Linked DNA regions of Sus scrofa: region 1 is linked to region 2. A link is a contact called in public HiChIP or PLAC-seq data. All regions are on one chromosome and are shown on one strand. The core of a region is the stretch at or near the end of the contact, and the rest is flanking DNA. Distances in the headings are between cores, read along the strand shown.

Region 1 (5,742 bases), core at 2,340-4,839, 95 kb before region 2:
CAGCAAAACACCACTGCCAAGCGACTACGTTGACAAACCTACAGACACAACCTATCTATAAGTGGCTAAACGTGGAAGAACAGAGCCACCAATTCAGGGGCTGGCGAATCCCTCCCACCTGTGTAACCTACAGCTCGCTCATTACCATCTCGAGGCCTCAGTCTCCTTACCTGTAAAAAGAGGCTACTAGCCGTGTGCACACATCACAGGCCTAGTGTGAGGATTAAATGAGGTAATACGCAAGGCGCTTAGGACAGAACACCCAGCACATGCAAGCCTGTCCGTGTGTTAGCAATGAACACTGTGGCGCATCAGACACCTCGGCCTGACATCGTCAGTCATCCGAATCCCCTAATTCCCCACACATCACCTCCTGACCATGACGCAGCCGCCCCCTGAGCAATGCCCGAGGAGAATGAAGGAGCCGGTGGTATGGACACATGCGTTCTCTTTCTAAATTAACTGGAATCAGGGGAGCTCAGCTTCAATCGGCCTGACAGACAGACCCTCTCCCCATGCTGACTAAAAGCAGGCTTCTGGGCCTTCAAGGCCAAGGGACTTGTGCTGCCCTGGGCAACCCCACAGAAGACTCTGGCCAGCACCCTCCCACCCCCCATGGGGCTGCCACTCCCACCTCTCCCTCTACACACACACTGCGCATCAGGGCACCGAATGTAACCGGGTCTCTCTTCCTCCTCCTGCAAGTAGCATCTGAGATTTCTGCTTTATTTTTTAAATTTTTCTTTTCTTTAGGGCTGCACCTGCAGCATATGGAGGTTCCCAGGCTAGGGGTTTAATCAGAGCTGTAGCCACCAGCCTACACCACAGCTCACAGCAACGCGGGATCCTTAACCCACTGAGCGAGGCAAGGGATTGAACCCAACTAGTAACCTCATGGTTACTAGTCAGGTTCATTATCCACTGAGCCACGACGGGAACTCCTTTATTTTTATTATTATTATTATTATTTTTTTTTTAGTCTGCTTTATTTTTATTCTGACTTCTGGACTATTTTAGTTTTAGAGCATGACAAAAAGATTTATCAGACCTTCCCCTGTGGCTCAGCAGTAATGAATCCGAATAGTATCCCTTAGGACACGGGTTCAACCCCTGGCCTTGCTCAGTGGGTTAAGGATCCGCATTGCCTTGAGCTGTGGTGTAGGTCACAGACAGGGCTTGGGTCTGGCATTGCTATGGCTGTGGTGTAGGCCGGCAGCTACAGCTCAGATTTGAACCCTAGCCTGGAAACTTCCATATGCCATGGGTGCTGCCCTCAAAACCAAAAAAAAAAAAAAAAAAAAAAAGATTTACCTTTTCTGTATAGTTCTATGCCATTTTAAGCAGAAAATATGAATCAACTACTCCTACCAGACAAACATAATTTAGAGGGCCCTTTAGACAATACTCCCTAGGCCAATTAATGATTCATTACACAGAGACAGAATGGACCGCGATCACTTAAGGACAGTAAGCCAACAGTCCAGCAAGGCCAGGACAGTTGCCTTGGGACTCTGACAGAATGGCAGGCCCCTTCCAGCCCGGTGGGAAGAAGTGGGAAAGGGGCTACTTTCAAACGGGCCTTCTCAGTTTAAGCTGGCAGTGTTCTACCCCGTCACACTCCCCACATTATTTTGCAAAACCATTTAAATGACAGATTGAGAGGGTCAAGTGATCTCTAAAATCACAAAGTACACCTAGCGCAAATCTTGCTCTTGAATATGAGACACATGGAGATCTGAAAGAATTCTGACGCTGAATACTCACCATCCCCTCCTGATGCTAAGATTTCCCCATTTGGAGAAAAACGCACAACGTTGACAGCTTTGGTGTGGCGAGCAAGGTTGGACAGAAATTCCACAATGGCCTTTCCATCTGGTCCTTTTTCCACCTTCCAGATCTGTTGATGTGAAAACATTTGTTCCAGAGTTCCTGCCGTGGCTCAGCGGTAATGAACCCCAACTAACCTCCATCAGGATGTGGGTTCGATCCCTGGCCTCGCTCAGTGGGTTAAGGATCCAGCATTACCTTGAGCCACGTTGTAGGTCACAGACCTGGCTCAGATCCCGTGTGACTGTGGCGTAGGCTGGCAGCTGCAGCTCTGTTTCGATCCTTAGCCTGGGAACCTCCATATGCTGCAGATGTGGCCCTAAAAAGAATGAAAAAAAAAAAAAAAAAAAAAAAAAAAAACCTGTTCAGAGAAACACAGCGAGCACTCACTATACTGTGTCTACTAGACCAACACTATATTTACACTCAGAACGAAAACTGAATGTTTCTTTTGAAATGTAAAATGAAGTAGCTGCTCTCTGAAACACAACCCTGCAGTCCCACTGCCAGCCGTCCTCCCTCCCACCTCTTTCTAGGGCAAGCTGTTCCCCAAGAGGAACCTGGCTCGGGATTCTAAAATAAAGGGCATCCAGTGACATCAATCTAGGAAACGGGACCCCAGGAAGAAAGCTGCTCTTTTGCTCTCATGGTTGACTCCAGGCCCTGAGAATTTATCCCTCGCGACTAAATGATGTCTCTGTGTTTGTTGATATTAGTTATAAATAAAAGAGTGGAGAAGGCGGCCTCAGGGGTGCTTCCCCGCCCTTTCTAGCTCCGCCCCATTTACCCTGACAGTGGTGTCCACGCCCGCGGACGCCAGTCTGTGGATCCTCCCCGCGGTTCCATGCTGAAAGTCCAGGCTGTACACCGGCTCCTTGTTGTGCCAGGCGATTTCGCAAGTGATGACTTTCATCCTCCTGAGTCTTGCAGGGGCAAAATAAAATTCCTCGGGAACCGTTCTTTCTCCAAAGACGGAGGAAAGCTGAAAATCGTTGGTACAAGTTGAATATTAAAGCAGGAATGATGTACTGAAGGCTTATTATGAGCCAGGCACCCTGCCAACCATTTAAAATGCACGCTGTATTGGGAGAGGATGTTAATGTTAGCTCGCAAGTTCCACCTAAAATGGTTCGCCGAGTCTTGGCTGTTCTGCTTCTCCTCCTGCTACGGCCAGGAAAACAAAATGGAACACCCAGGCAGAGGAAATCAAGGGACCGGGCTGGCCAGGCTGCACGCCCGCCGCTGCTTAGCGTAGACTGGGGTTGGGGGGGTGGGGTGAGCAGCCCAGAGCGCCGGGGCCGGGCCGCCAGCAGGAGAGCCGGCGGCCGGGCCATCCCCGGGCAGGAGGCTGCCTAGGGTAGGGGTTGCCCAGGGGAGAGGGCCGCTCCGGGGAGGGGCTGTACAAGGAGCGGACTGAGGCCCTGGGCGAGAGGGCAGCCCCCTTCCTGCCGCTCCGGACCCGGCTCTGGGCCCGGGAAACCGAGACCTGACGTAGGCAGGGAGGAGGCCGCACCGCGCCAGGGACGCTCGCACGAACCCGGGCTTCTTGGGAGCTATCCCCGGTCCTCGCGGCGGGCCCTCGGTAAGAGCTTCTCGCCCCGCCCGGCCAGGCCCGGGAACCGCGGGGACGCGGGAGCCAGCCACGGGGACGACTTACCTGCACGGACCGAGTGAGGACCCGGCGCCGCCAGCTCCCGCCGCCTCGCGCGCCGCTTTTCGCGCGCTGCAGGCCCCGCCTCCTCGTGGGCGGGATCTCAGAGGCGCTCCGCCTCTGCGTGGGCGGTACTCCTAGAGGCCCCGCCCCCTACGCGAAGGCTGGTCAGGCGCCTCAAAGTCTACCGAATCTGTGCCGGCTCCCACCGGTTTTTTAATTCCCTGCGGACGGACGCACATTGGAGGATGGGGAGCGGTCATCGATCGATTCATTGGTGCAGTCACTTCTTCCCTTGTTAATTTATTCTTTTAGCAAACATTTACTGAGCATCTGCTGGGCCCTATACCCAGCCTCGGTACACAGTGGAGAGCGAAGCGGACTCAAAACTTAAAACTCAGAATTTACAGACGGGTAAAAGGAAACAAAGAGCCGTCCTATAGGACGGGTGAGGAGGCTGTAACCCTGAGACCCGCCCAAGACTACTAAATCCTTCCCTGGTGCAGCGAATATTTGGCAGCTGTGACCTGTCTTGGTCACTGGTGTTTCAAACATAACCACAGCAGAGACGGTCTTTGGAGCATCTGTAGCCATGTATACAAATAATAATAATTTAAAAATAAAGTGAAAAGAAGCGTGAAAGGAACAAGGTGCTCTTACAGTTCTGAAGACGAAGCTATTTTGGATTTGAGGGCTCAAAGAAAGTTTGAAGAGAAGGTGGCATTTGAAGTGGGCTCAGGTGATAGAGAGTTTTGGATGAGCTGCTCTGGCAAATGTAGATTCAAACTAAAGAAATTCACGTGTGCAATAGAAGCACAAAAGGAGGGGCACTGGGACCCCGCAAAGGGAAAGAATGGACGGGCCAATGATATGGAAGCCTTTGGACATGAATGAGCAGGTCCTATGGACATGGGAGTTTCAAAGGCAGTTTTAATTCTCATTCTAAATGATTTAGAATCGTGGTTGGCTGAGCCGAGATGTGCTCTGACAAACGGGCAGCCACCTTGTGCTGGCCAGCAGCAGGTTTCTGGGCCTTCAAGGTAGGAGGAACTTTGTGAAGGGAGTGCTACCGAGTGCAACCTTGCAAAAGACTGCCTGCCAGCCTCTCCTGCCTCATTCTCCCTCTCCCCACCTTCCCCTCTTCTCTCCCTCCAGATATATGGCCCTGAATTCAACCAGGTCTCTTCCTCCTTTTGCAAACGAAAATTAAGATTTCTGTTTTTTATGTATTGGCTCCAGATCGTTTTGGAGAATTCAAAGCTATGGGATTGTTTGGTACCTGGATTGCTTACAGTATATATAACTCAATTAGTAGATGTCGTTATAAACACTTTTCAAAAACAGAATTTAATGTTCTATTTTTTTTGGCTGCACCCTTGGCATGTGGAAGTTCCTGGGCTAGGGATGGAACCCACACAACAGCAGTGACCCATGCTGCTGCAGTTACAACACCGGATCCTTAACCTGCATCACCAGAGGAGAACTCCTAAATTTAACATTTTAAAGTGAGGTTGTAGGAGTTCCCGTCATGGCTCAGCAGAAATGAATCTGACTAGTATCCCATGAGGACGCAGGTTCAATCCCTGGCCTTGCTCAGTGGGTTAAAGATCCAGTATTGCTGTGAGCTTTGGTGTAGGTCGCAGACTCAGCTCGGATCTGACGTTGCTGTAGCTGTGGTATAGGCCGGTGGCTACAGCTCCAATTTGACCCCTAGCCTGGGAATTTCATATGCCACAGGTGAGTCCCTAAAAGAACAAAATTTTTTTAATTAAAAAAAAATAAAAAACATAAAGTGAGGTTGTAAATCAGAAGGCAGTAGATGCAGCAGGCCTTTTGAAATGGAATATTTTATCTGTGAGTTTCCTAGAAGATCAGGAAACAAATACCTTGCGATGCACAGCTTTAATTGATAAAAAAAGAACATCCAAGTTCATCTGAGGAGCCAACTCTTCCTGGCATTTTTAGGGAAGAGAATTGACATGAATTCTTTGGTTTTTTTTTTTTTTTTTTTGGCTTTTTGGCTTTTTGCCTTTTCTAGGGCTGCTCCCACGGCATATGGAGGTTCCCAGGCTAGGGGTCTAATCAGAGCTGTAGCCACTGGCCTATGCCAGAGCCACAGCAATGAGGGATCCAAGTCACATCTGCAACCTACACCACAGCTCACGGCAACGCCGGATCCTTAACCCACTGAGCGAGGCCAGGGATTGAACCCGCAACCTCTTGGTTCCTAGTCAGATTCTTTAACCATTGCACCACAACAGGAA
Region 2 (5,691 bases), core at 1,270-3,769:
CTCCTTCAACACGCCCAGTAGCGAAGGGAAGTTCTCTTGCAAGGCTGTCACTGGGAGCCTTTAAAAAAAAAAAAAAAAAAAAAAAAAAAAGGAAAGAAAAAATATCCAACCATGAACAGGTCAAAACAAGATGTTTAATTATAAGCACATTTTGGATCCAGGCAGTTGGAAAGCACAGGGAAAAAGGCCTGTCTGCCTGACTTGTTTGTTCCTTTTCAAATTATAGTACAGGAGTTCTGGCTATGGCTCAACGGGATGGGCAGCATCTCTGGAGCGCTAGGATGCAGGTTCAATTCCCGGCCCACCACAGTGGGTTAAGGATCCGGTGCCACCTGACCTGCGGCATATTTTGCAGCTGCGGCTCAGATCTGTTTTCTGGCTCAGGAACTCTCTATGCCGTGGGCTAAATAAACTAAAATAAAATTACAATACACACAAGCTAAATGTTGGTATTCTGGCAAGAACATGGAGTCTGGTGACCTGAAACCCTGCTGCTGACAGGCCAGCGGCTCCTGATTTCCTTGTCTATAAAGTAAAAGCCATGTACTAGAGGGCTGACCTCCCTGATTCTAACATTCGGCCTCCCTAAGGTCGTTGGTCACAAAGAGTCAGCCATCAGAAGGTCAAGGAGAATGACATCAGGGGTCACCTAGCAGGGGGCTGATCTTTAGAGGCGCTCAGGTCAGGCCTCATGGGCAACAATGGGAGACTGCTGCAGCCCCAGGGTTCCAGGTTCAAGTCCTGGTGACTGACTGACTGCCTCCTGAGTGACCTGGACTGAGTGACCTGGGCAGGGCCTCCTCCGTAAAAGAAGGACGCAGCTCCCGAGGGGGCTGGGAAAGACCAGGTGTGGCTCAGACCACTGTAGCAGGTGCTCGCTGTTTAACACAGACTAGTTACCAGAAGGGATGTGACTAGCTCATCTCTAACTCCTGGAGGAAAGAAGTACAATGATGCTGGAGGGGCGGGGAGAGGTAAACAGCTCTTCTGAACTCAATCCCACGCCCAGTGGCTTCCGGGACTATGACCCTCAATCTACCTTCCTGCAAGCTCGGGAGCTGGAATAACCACAGAAGGTGAACTTGTTCACCAGGAAGCCTGAAATTGGTTGTCACATTTTCATACAGTGAAACTCCTGAGATATGTGAGGCTGTGAGGCTTCCTTGAGGCGGGGTTCAAACTCCCTCCACCCTCATCACTGCAGCGGAGAAGGCCTCCACAGTGAAGGGTCTGGAAGCTGCACCTGGGATGTGTCATCAGCGCTGCCCCAGGCCCAGCAAAGCTTCCTTTCTGCCAGGGAGAAATGCCTGGGGCACCCACTTCAACGTGGCCTGTAGCTGAGACCACTGCATGCGGCTGGATATTCAGCTCAGTAAACCTGAGCAGAAGCCACTGAGCAAAGAGCATGGTAAAGCACTGAGAACAGTGCCAAAAATAAAAGAGGTCTTTAAAACCCACCCCCGACTTTTTTTGTTTGTTTGTTTTTTTGGTATGAGTTTAATGCAAACTGTTTCTTCTAAAGTTTACCAGGCGTCCCATAAAGCTAGTGTTTGACCTACAGCACGCAGACCTTAAAATGTCAGATTTGATCGCTGCAAGAAGAAAAGTAAGATTAGTATTATTGCCATGCCTGGAGAGGAAATGGGGGCACCATTAAGATACTTTCTGAACTATGGCTCTCCAGAAATCAAGAAATAGAGTTGGGGAGGAGGCTAAATTAAGAATTTGGGATTAACGCATACACACTACTATCTATAAAACAGATAAAAAACAAGGACCTACTGTATCACACAGGTAAGTATATTCAATATCTTGTAATTGCCTATAACAGAAAAGAATCTGAAAAATTACATAGATGTATTTATATCACTTTGCTACAACCTGGAAACTAACACAACATTGTAAATCCACTATACTTCAATTTAACAAAAAAGAAAAAGCAGAAATCCAATCAGAGCAATTATTTATAATCAACGCAACAGCACCTATTAACTGAGAAATGCCTTTGAGGGGCTGCCTCACCTTTGGATGAAAGCATAGCAAAACTGCAACACAGGGACATCCACGAGGGGCGATTTCTGAAAATTAAAGCAAAACCAATCACTCCAAGTTGGTTGGAAATGAGGCCAAAAAAGAATTCAAATGCAGAAAGGAAATCAGATTCCATATTTTAATACAGCAAGTTTTCAGCCAAAGAGCGTTTCAAATACAATAACCGACGTGAAACACCTCCCAAGTGGAACAAATGTATGCATGAGGTCCCAAACCTCTGGTGGCCTCTCCTCAGACGCCCAGGACATGCCCTTTATGTTTACCTACTTCCCATTCCAGGCTTTCAACACGCATTTAGGGCGAATTTGGCATCATACCTGAACCTCCCCAAACACAAAGTTGGCGGTCAAAGGTCAAAGTTGACCCTCAGGGGTGCATGTGACGAGCTACAGACAAGAGGCCACGTCCTAATCCTTAACTCCAGGATTCCCTCCAACTCAGCCCCGACAACTTCTCTAAACCTCAAATGGCCTCAGTGACTCAGAAGCAGGTTTCCGAAACATATTTTTTCCCCCTCCTTACTTTAAGAGGCTCTTCATAGAAGTTACAGAAGTTGAGCCAATCAACCAAATTAACCACAAAGTGTCACTGTGTTAGGTGAAAAGCCAAAATCCAGTCAGCCAGACGACTCTAGGGTTTGTCTGGGTTTTTAGTCCAGGAGTTTTGGATATTTGTAGAAATTCAAGTGGCATGAAGGAACAAACCCTAACAGTGCCTGATCTGTGTACAAAGCTGTCAGCAGGGCCAGCTCCGCTGTGGCTGCAGCCAGAACCAGCAGTGTGGAAGGTCAATTTCCTGTCACCTAGACCTGCTTAGACTTGTAAATGCAAACCCACCCAGGACTGATGGCCCCTCCACCTGGTTCCCCTCTGCAGAGTTCATTGCTTTAACATTTGCATTAGAGTCAAAGGCAACAAGACTCCCAGGCATCTGGGGGGAGGGGGTGGGGGGGGACCAGACATCCAACAGATGTCCTGAAGTTACCTAGGTCCATTTTACATCTCGTTTTTTTTTTTAAACTTCTTAGGGCCACACCCGTGGCATATGGAGGTTCCCAGGCTAGGGGTCGAATAGGAACTGCAGCTGCTGGCCTATGCCACAGCAACGCCAGATCCGAGCCGTGTCTGTGACCTACAACACGGGTCATGGCAACTCCACAGATCCTTAACCCACTTAGCGAGGCCAGCGATCGAACCTGAAACCTCATGGTTCCTAGTCGGATTTGTTTCCGCTGTGCCACAACGGGAACTCCGAGAATTTCATTGCTTTTTAAGGCCAGATAATATTCCACTGCATGTATATACCTCGTTTTGCTTATCCATTCATTTGCTAATGGATACTTGTTTCTATCTTTTGGCTACTGTGATTAATGCTGTAATGAACTCTGGTGTACAATACCTGTTTGAGCAAAACTAGTTCTTTTTGAAATAATCACTCTGTCCGCTACACCATTAATTTTCATTTAGGGAATTATTTTGATATTTCCCCTAATTGTTTAATTTTAAATTACCTTCGAGAAGGCAATTATTTCAAGGTCCTAACAAATCCCTGGTTTCTATCAAGTTAATTAAGAACACGATAGCTCCCACACTTTCAATGAAGAGATCTGCTTTGGTAAAAACAAAAATCTCTCAGGCACAAAACGATAAACTGAGGCATTCCCATCATGGCGCGGCAGAAACGAATCCGCCTAGGAACCACCAGGTTTCGGGTTTGATCCCTGGCCTCACTCTGGGGGTTAAAGATCCAGCATTGCCTTGAGCTGTAGTGTAAGTCACAGACACGGCTCAGATCCCGCATTGCTGTGGCTCTGGTGTAGGTCGGCGGCTACAGCTCCAATTCGACCCCCAGCCTGGGAACATCCACATGCCACGGTCGCAACCCTAATAAGCAAACAAAACAAAACAAAACAAAAACAAACAAAAAAAACCTATAAACTGAGGCAGGAGACAGATGGGCTGCAGGACAGATGTTTACAACTAGCCGCCGGTTTATACTTCAAGATAGCAGGAACAACAGGAGCAAGGCAAACAACTAGAGTTTGTCTTCTGTGGACACTTTAACCCATGGTAATGGCAGGAGCAGAGCGAGGCTAAGCCCTGATTGGGCCAAAGATCAAGAGGTCACATACTTCCTATCCTTGGGGTCAGGGAGACCCTAACTCCACATGCACAGAAAGACCTCTCTGGGTCAGAAAGGGAGGGGCTGCCAGGCCATAATAAGTCCAGCTAAGCTTCCCACAAGGCCCAGCTTTGGAATCCATCTATGCCAAAAGATGCACACGCCTATCAGGGAGGGCCCTGGGTCCAGTCAGGTGTGAGAAATTAAACAAGATAATTGACCAAAGGAAAACAAAGGCCCAGAAGAACAGCCCCATGTAAGTGGTTCAAATCACCTCTGTGGTGCCCTCCTCTTTCAGGAGGGCTTCCACACCCACACTCCTCTTTTGGGTGTGCATGAGGGCTTTGCTTCCGCCCTAGATAAACAAACCACTTCAGCTGTGCTCTCCCACATGTGTTACTGTGTTTCTAATACGAAACTCTGTATCTGTTTTTACAACTGGCGCCTTCTTGAACATCCTTGCTTTCAGCTGGGCGAGAACCAGGCCAATTCTGCTTTTAGCTTCTGGCTAGTCTAGGGGCTAGGATTCTTATTCCTGAGTAGAAAATTAAAATCTCGCTTCAAGCCATCACTCACGGCTGTCTCTCCGAAATCAAAACCACACAGCTTGTTCTATTTTAAAACCATCGTGCATGAATGAAAACGTGTCTGTGCAACACAGCCCGCCGACTGCTGCACAGAAACTGAACAGAAAAACTACAAGAGTGAGTGAGAGTTCCTGTTGTGGCTCAGCAGTAAGGAACCTGACTGGTACCCATGAGGATTTCGGTTCGATCCCTGGCCTCACTCAGTGGGTTAAGGATCTGGCATTGCCATGAGCTGCGGTGTAGGCTGGCAGCTGCAGCTCCAATTCGATCCCTAGCCTGAGAATTTCCATATGCTAAGGGTGGGGCCCCCCCGGGTGGGGCCCCCCCAAAGACAGGAAAAAAAAGCCCTACAGGAGCTTTGTGGTTCCGTGACATAACCTACAAATGCCACTGTTTTCCCTGCAGCCAGACAAAACTTCTTTCTCAGAATGTGCAGTGTGAGCTAAGTCCTCTGAAGTGTATTTTGTACCTTTATAAAAGTTATGCAAATTTATAACTTGTTTATAAGTTATGCAGATTTATAACTTACCTGTTTACTGGTCAGGCCCCTCTGAGCCCTCTTCTCGACCAGGCCTCAACCTTGATCTATAAGGTTGTACCTTTAGCACAAACGAGTCCGTACACCACACACACTGAGAGACCTGGACAAACACTAGCATGGGTCTGTGCAGCTCAAGGCCGTGTCCCTAAGGGGAATGACCTCAACCCCCTCACAGCACCTGCTCAGGAAAGAAACATCAAGGCTTCTGAACGAATTTGTTGTTCGTTCAGCCAACACCTGAGCGGTTCCTGAACTCCATTTCTGGGAGCATTTATCAAAAAAACTTCCATTATGAATAGCATTGAGAACTATGTCTAGATACTCATGTTGCAACAGAAGAAAGGGTGGGGGAAAAAACTGTAAATGCAATGTATACATCTAAGGATAACC

What was found. HiChIP or PLAC-seq counts read pairs in DNA pulled down with a chosen protein or histone mark.
Region 1: a contact with region 2 is called in an H3K27ac HiChIP or PLAC-seq map of alveolar macrophages. The contact joins the promoter of CHAF1B here to the enhancer-like site in region 2. A contact is called at or near these places in 1 of 5 promoter capture datasets (liver), 5 of 47 Hi-C or Micro-C datasets (blood, embryonic fibroblasts, liver and 2 more) and 1 of 2 datasets of contacts at active chromatin or transcription factors (alveolar macrophages).

Annotation. Positions count from the first base shown.
Region 1 is chr13:200,045,943-200,051,684 of Sscrofa11.1, reverse strand. It overlaps CHAF1B (chromatin assembly factor 1 subunit B), which reads right to left and starts at 3,589. Exons shown (of 15, transcript XM_013982578.2): 1 at 3,485-3,589; 2 at 2,615-2,809; 3 at 1,765-1,897. The coding sequence starts at 2,740.
Region 2 is chr13:199,950,374-199,956,064 of Sscrofa11.1, reverse strand. It overlaps DOPEY2 (protein dopey-2), which reads right to left. Exons shown (of 39, transcript XM_003132763.4): 26 at 2,023-2,078; 27 at 1-58. Among named protein-coding and RNA genes, the nearest start is that of MORC3, 44 kb to the left of the region's middle. Within about 2 kb of position 2,519, at least 4 of the 83 cell types and tissues checked have an H3K27ac peak or open chromatin away from gene starts, as enhancers often do. A contact at or near this core is called in alveolar macrophages and liver, where this site is marked.